2 separate regions of the Rattus norvegicus genome follow, and region 2 is linked to region 1. Evidence: chromatin contacts called from public Hi-C data. All regions are on one chromosome and are shown on one strand. The core of a region is the stretch at or near the end of the contact, and the rest is flanking DNA. Distances in the headings are between cores, read along the strand shown.

Region 1 (3,099 bases), core at 268-2,767:
TCCAGTGACGGATGTGCGAACCCGGCCCTGTTTTGCTGGTGGAAGACCTGCGCCTGCGCCTGAGGTCAGGCATCTGAGAGCCCTTCCACCCACTGCCTGATGGGAAACAACAGCAAGCACCGGCCGCTGGAAACTTGTACATACATACGTCTGTAGGAGGATATTCTAGAGTCGAGTTGTAAGAAGATATAAAAGAGAATTTTATAAAGTGCAATATTTATAATATTTGGTTACCTTCAAGCATTTGCTCTGAGGTGTGACATTCTCCTTTCTCTTGCATTTTTTAAGTCAATGCTTAATAAAATGTTTTAAATGATTCCAAGGCCACCAGGTAAACTTGTTCTCCCAGAAAATACAGCTGTGGCAGCACTCCCGTTAAACGGTGTCAGAGATGGTATTTGCACGTAAGGTTGTCTTGGTGTCGTCATCGAGTTGGCACCCTAAGAATTCCAGGGATAAAACTGGGGCAGTAATGTCAGCGGGCTGTAATCTCTGTCTGCAAGAACAGAAAGGTGTCCCTCTGGCATCCAGTCCAGATTCCTTCATTTTGTCTCTGAACTACAAGCTCAGGGAGATCCAGGGAGTTCCCCAGAGTACCGTTCTCTGCAGAGACAGTGCAATCTTCCAAGCATCATTATTTCAAACCCAATGTTCACAATATTGCCAGAAGAGGCTCCCGCTGCCCTAGGAGGGAGCCGCCTTCCCACTTAAAGCATTTAGGCTTGCATTCGTTAGACTAAACAGTAAGGTAATCCAAACATTCAGCTGTGAGCTCCGGGTACTCTTTGCTGTGTGTACCCATTTTATTGACTCTGTATCAGCTGAGAAGAACTTCTCAAGAGGCAGCTAGACTCGTAATGGAAGTGGCAGTCTCCCTGCTTCCTGGGAGATTGCTAGCCAGGGGCTGTGAAAGGTGCTTTCTCTCCATCTAAAGACAGTCAGAGGAACAAAGATAAACAAAGGCACGAGTCACAATGTGTCCTACGATAGGGATGAAGTTTTAGAACTAAGGGAAAGTCTGCTTTTGGTTGAAAATGGCAAGTCCTAGTTCTTGAGCCGATAAACAGGTGGCAGCAAACTAATATGGTAAGCCGAACTAGCAGCTGGTCAGGCGTTAGAGCAACTAACCAAAGTCGACTGGAAGGGTCAGACATTGTTCAAACTCTCTTCCCGAGATGATCGTCAGTAATGGGACAGCACCAGCTGAAGGAGAGAACCGGTTAGAGGATCCAGCACCAGCCGGGTGGTGGTTTCTCTGGGCAGTGACACCCGGAGACAGGCCAGCTAATAGAATCCTGTCAAGCATGCCCTTTAGGGACGTGGGGATGAGCACAGCCTTTTTGCCTCTCAGCAGAAACTTCTTACTGACGAGTTACTGTGGACAGCTTGTTTGTGTGGGCTCGAGCTTCATGGCCACAGTGTTTGCTGTGTCACACTGCAGGAAAAACCGAGAACAGTAATCCAAGCTATCCGTTCCATTGACAGCTCTGACACAAGCAACTGCTAAGGGGACCGTGGTTAATAATTCACGGCACTGGCACTGCTTTCCATGCAGTTGTTTAAAGCAGACAGGTGGTGAGGCTACTCCTCCCAGTCCCACAAACGCTCCAACTTCGGTTATAAAATCACTTTATTTAGACAGAACTTCAGTTTATTCTTGGTTATAAGCACAGGGAGTTGCAATAGGCACCTGTATCCACTGGCTAATCTCATCAGCCTATATATAGAATAATTTTTTAAGCTTTTCCACCTAAGGTACCTTGAAGCACACTTTAAAGAACTGTCATGCGGATGCTTTTCTCCAACAATAATGTATAACTAAAGATCAGTGACAAAAAGGTAAACAAATAATAATAAAACCTTTTTGCTGGGGGCTGGAGAGATGGCTCAGCGGTTAAGAGCACCTGACTATTCTTCCAGAGGTCCTGAGTTCAATTCCCAGCAACCACATGGTGGCTCACAACCATCTATAATGAGATCTGATGCCCTCTTCTGGTGTATCTGAAGACAGCTACAGTGTACTTACATATAATAAATGAATAAATCTTTTTAAAAAAGAAAAAAAACCTTTTTGCTGGAAGTCAAGAAATATTAAATAATTAACTTGAAAAATCATAGCATAAAAATATAAAAACCAAAACACTTTCAATTTTATAATTTCATAAATGACACAAACTAAAAAAAAAAACAAAACAAAACAATAAACTTTTAAAAGGAGAGAGAGCCAGGCATGGTGGTGCTTGCTTTTGATGGAGACAGGCAGATCTCTCTATGGATTGCAAACAAAAACCCTGAAAGGTCGGGAGAAAGACTGCAGGGAGGACTGCCATTAAAGTAGCTGCCACCCAAGCTTTAGGACCTGAGTTGGAATCCCCAGCACCCACAAAAAACCCATGTGCAGCAGCTCTATAATCCCAGTACTGGAAATGCAATACTTCTAACTGGGGAGCCTGGGGAAACTGAGTCATGCAGGACCATAGAACTGGCTGCAAGCCCAGTGAATCAGTGAGTTCCAGGTTCAGTTAGAGACTCAAGGAAACAGGTGGAGAATAAGTGATAAGGATGCTTGTCATTGATTTCTGGTCTCTACACACGTATACATACGTGTGCGCACATGTAAATGCATGCACACACTATACACATGTAGAGGTAGAAATACGCTTAGGACAGAAATGGAGTCACAAAGAAGTTACAAATAACAGATGAGGGCTGGGGAGATGGCTCAGTGGTTAAGAGCTCTGACTGCTCTTCCAGAGGTCCTGAGTTCAATTCCCAGCAACCACATGGTGGCTCACAACCATCTATAAAGAGATCTGATGCCCTCTTCTGGTGTGTCTGAAGACAGCTACAGTGTACTTATATATAATAAATGAATAAATCTTAAAAAAAAAAGAAATAACAGATGAAGTTAACAAAGCTAAGAGTTGCTTCTTGAAATGACCAATATAACTCAGAAAACTCTGCCAAGATTAAACGTTAAAAGGTAGTTAAAAAAAAAAAAAAAGAGTAGGAGCTGGAGGGATGGCTCAGTGGTTATGAAAGCACTGACTGCTCTTCCAGATGAAGAACAGTCAATTCCCAGCCATGGTGTCTCACAAC
Region 2 (3,167 bases), core at 264-2,763, 170 kb after region 1:
TCTAAAATGGTTTACATCGCTTTTATCACTTAAGATTTATATTTTACAATTTATATTATGTATAGTAGGATGTAGCACTGAATATACATAATTAATAAAAACCGTACATAAAGACAAATACTTCCCGGACATAGCGACATACAACTGTAATCCCCACATTAAGGGGACGGGTAGTAGAGCCATTGCAAGTAAAAAATTAAGACATATATTTAAATTTTTTCAACAATACTACTAACCTAAAAAAAAAAAAAAAAAAAAAGCTGGGATCCCCAAGCTAGGCAGGGTCCCACGTACACAGACTCGCCTAGAACTCCTGCTCCTCCAGCCTCCGCCTCCAAAGACTGGGATTGCAGACCTGTACCAACACACCCTAGAACGCTTGTGAAGTAGTTTAGTCAAGGCGTGATGATCAGCTGAGAGCAGAAATGTGTGATGAGATCCGACAGGAAATCCGTGGGTCTGATAGTTCAGAAATAGAATTCTAGAAATACAAAACCGAAGCAATCGAAGATAAATTGATATCACGTCTGGGATTTCATTTAAAATTATCCAACTGGGGAAAGAGGGCATAGGGAGGGTGATCATAAGGCTGGGGTGCAGTTCAGTAGAACACGTGCACAAGGTCCCTGGTCAGATGCCCAACTGGGAACAGTGGGGACAGAGATTTGACCACACGAAAGAACTGTTGGGTGGTAGACATAAGGCGATTCTGGATTTTGACCTACCTCTGTTCTGTTGGTGTTAGTACAGATCTGTAGCCCAGTCTTTGGGAGGTGACTGAGGGGGAGCTCAAGGCTAGTCTAAGCACATCAGATCTAGTCTGGCTCATCTCCCCTCCCTACAGGCTTGTTTTGTTTTGCTTTCTTGTTTTAAAAAGAAGCAAAACAAAAATATCATTCAAGGTAGAAAAAAATCCAGGAAGGAGATAAGACAGACGAATAAAACCTGGAGAGCTTGCAGGGAACGGGTAGCGAGTGAGCTCCGGAGTGCTTACCTGAAAGAGTTATCTGAGGTTTCAGAAGGAATAGGGTTACCCAAGAATAAAAGGGGGCAATGAAGACCCCTGATGCCTTGGGGTTAGGGAGGGGGAGGGAGGAAAAGAGAGGGAGAAACCCCAAGGAGGAGCCTAAGGAAGATGACAAAGGAAACACTGCTAAAACATGGGCCAATAAGCCAAAGAACGCATTCCAGGAAGGCGGTGATCTAGATGGGCAAGATGTGTAAGAGAAACAGGCTGACCCGTCCTTTGGATTTAGCCATCTGAAAGCCATGAGAGGACCTGGAAGAAAGGCACTCAGGTGAATGTCTTTAAGTGGAAGCTTTATTAAGACAGTTATTAACTACACAAGCAATAGATCTGGGATCTGAGGGAAGAGACTTCAGTCCCCACCATACAAAGCCAAGCCAGTGTCCATTCTTAAGATTTCTAAGGGAGGGTGTGACCTCCCTTAGAGGAAGCAGGCTTAGTTAATAGATGACCTGTGCTATGGGACATGGATGACAGGAGTCAAGGAGACACTGGATAGGGCAATGGGCTGGTTAATGTGTGACATTAGTCAAGCCGTCTTGACCCCTGGGGAGCAGTGAGGTGATGAGATGAGGACATTGCTTTCTATGGGTGCTGTAAGGAGAGAAGCATGCAGGCTTGTGAGACTCCTGGGTGAGCCTCTCAGTTCCTTATAGCAGCTTTGAAAGGCGAGAAAGATTACAGGGGGTTGGGGGTGGGTGGCCCAGTCTGTGGGTCTGCTTCCAAGATCATCTGGAAGGTCTGTCAAGGTGTCTGTCAAGCATAAACAAGGACCTGAGTCTTAGTTGCCATTCTATTGCTGGAAAAGAGACACTATGACCAAGGCAACCTAGAGATTAACAGTTTATTGTGTTTATAGTTTCAGAGGGTTAGGATCTGTGATTACTATGGCAGAGACCATGGCAGCAGGCAGGCAGGCCCGCAGGCATGGTGCTGGAGCTTACTGAGTGCTTACATCTTGATCCACAAGCATGGGGAGAAAGAAGAGAGAATGGGACAGGAGGTGGGGGGAGGGTGGGGAAGGAAGAGGGAGAAAGAACTAATTGGGAATAGTGGGCTTTTAAAACCTAAAAGTCCACCTGCCCCCAGTGGACACTCCTCCAACAATCCTTCCCAAACAGTTCCACCAACTGGGAGCATCAAGCATTCAAATAGATGAGCCTCTGGTGGTCATTCTTATTCAAACTACACCATAAGTCTGAGCTTCAGTACTACATAAACTAAATATCGAGGCATATGCCTGCAATCCCAGCACACAGAAGGTGATCAGCCTCAGCTATACAGTGAGCTCAAGGCCAGCCTGGACTATGGGGGACCCAATCTTAATAAGCAAAAGTAACAGCAGAAAAAAGAGAAGCCATTGGTAATTCTGGGGGAAAATTAAGGCGGGGCAGAGGGGCAGAGTAAAATAAACACTGGGTTAGGACTGAATGGGAAATGAAAAATAGGATCAGCCTTATGAAGAAATTCTCTCACAGAGTTTGGCAGAGAAAGACAGGAGTCCTTGGAGAGAAGATTGACACTGCTCATTTATTGACATATCACTAAAGCTGACAATGTGGCTGTCAACTTCCTTTCCTTCTGATTCGCATCTTCCTCCAAATTCAAGTGTAGCTTTGACTAGCTCTTGCTGTTGTTTGACTGTGCCTCACCATGCAGCCAAAGACATCATGCTTATTTATCATGCTGCCTCCTCCTCTAAGGTCCTAGAATTATAGTCATGTTGTCAAAGCTAGCTTGTTGCCACTCTGTGGAGATCAGTGCCTCCCCACAACTTACTGAAGTGTGTCCTTGTGACACTGGGTCATCATGTTGTCATTCACGATTGTGTTGGATCGTATTCACAGGACATATGCAGACTGCCCACGGTGGCCCACCAATGGCACTGGGAGGAGAGGGGTCTGATATTGGAATTTAAGTGAAAAATAAATAATTGTTTGAAAAATTACTTTTTGGGTTAGATTGCCAGAGCTTTGTTGTTTGGGGTCCTGCACTTTAGAATTGCAGCACTACTCAATGAATTGCACACTGGGTTGTTTTCTGTTGTTTTTGTTTTGTTTTGTTTTTTGAGACAGGGTTCCCCTGCATCCCAGGCTACCCTCAAGTTCATTGTAGAGATAAGGATGGCCTTGAACTCTTG

Evidence for each region. Hi-C and Micro-C count contacts between places; a contact is called where the count stands out from the background.
Region 2: a Hi-C map of kidney shows a contact between it and region 1, with 2.6 times the contacts expected there. The contact joins two enhancer-like sites. A contact is called at or near these places in 9 of 12 Hi-C or Micro-C datasets (the A7r5 cell line, the Rat2 cell line, Schwann cells and 6 more).

The regions. Positions count from the first base shown.
Region 1 is chr8:105,130,409-105,133,507 of GRCr8, forward strand. PCOLCE2 (procollagen C-endopeptidase enhancer 2) reads left to right here. Exons shown (of 9, transcript NM_001127640.1): 9 at 1-317. Among named protein-coding and RNA genes, the nearest start is that of PCOLCE2, 59 kb to the left of the region's middle. Within about 2 kb of position 1,518, at least 5 of the 93 cell types and tissues checked have an H3K27ac peak or open chromatin away from gene starts, as enhancers often do. A contact at or near this core is called in kidney, where this site is marked.
Region 2 is chr8:105,301,263-105,304,429 of GRCr8, forward strand. It overlaps a transcript of Pls1 not described here. Among named protein-coding and RNA genes, the nearest start is that of Atr, 3.5 kb to the right of the region's middle. Within about 2 kb of position 1,514, at least 1 of the 93 cell types and tissues checked has an H3K27ac peak or open chromatin away from gene starts, as enhancers often do. A contact at or near this core is called in kidney, where this site is marked.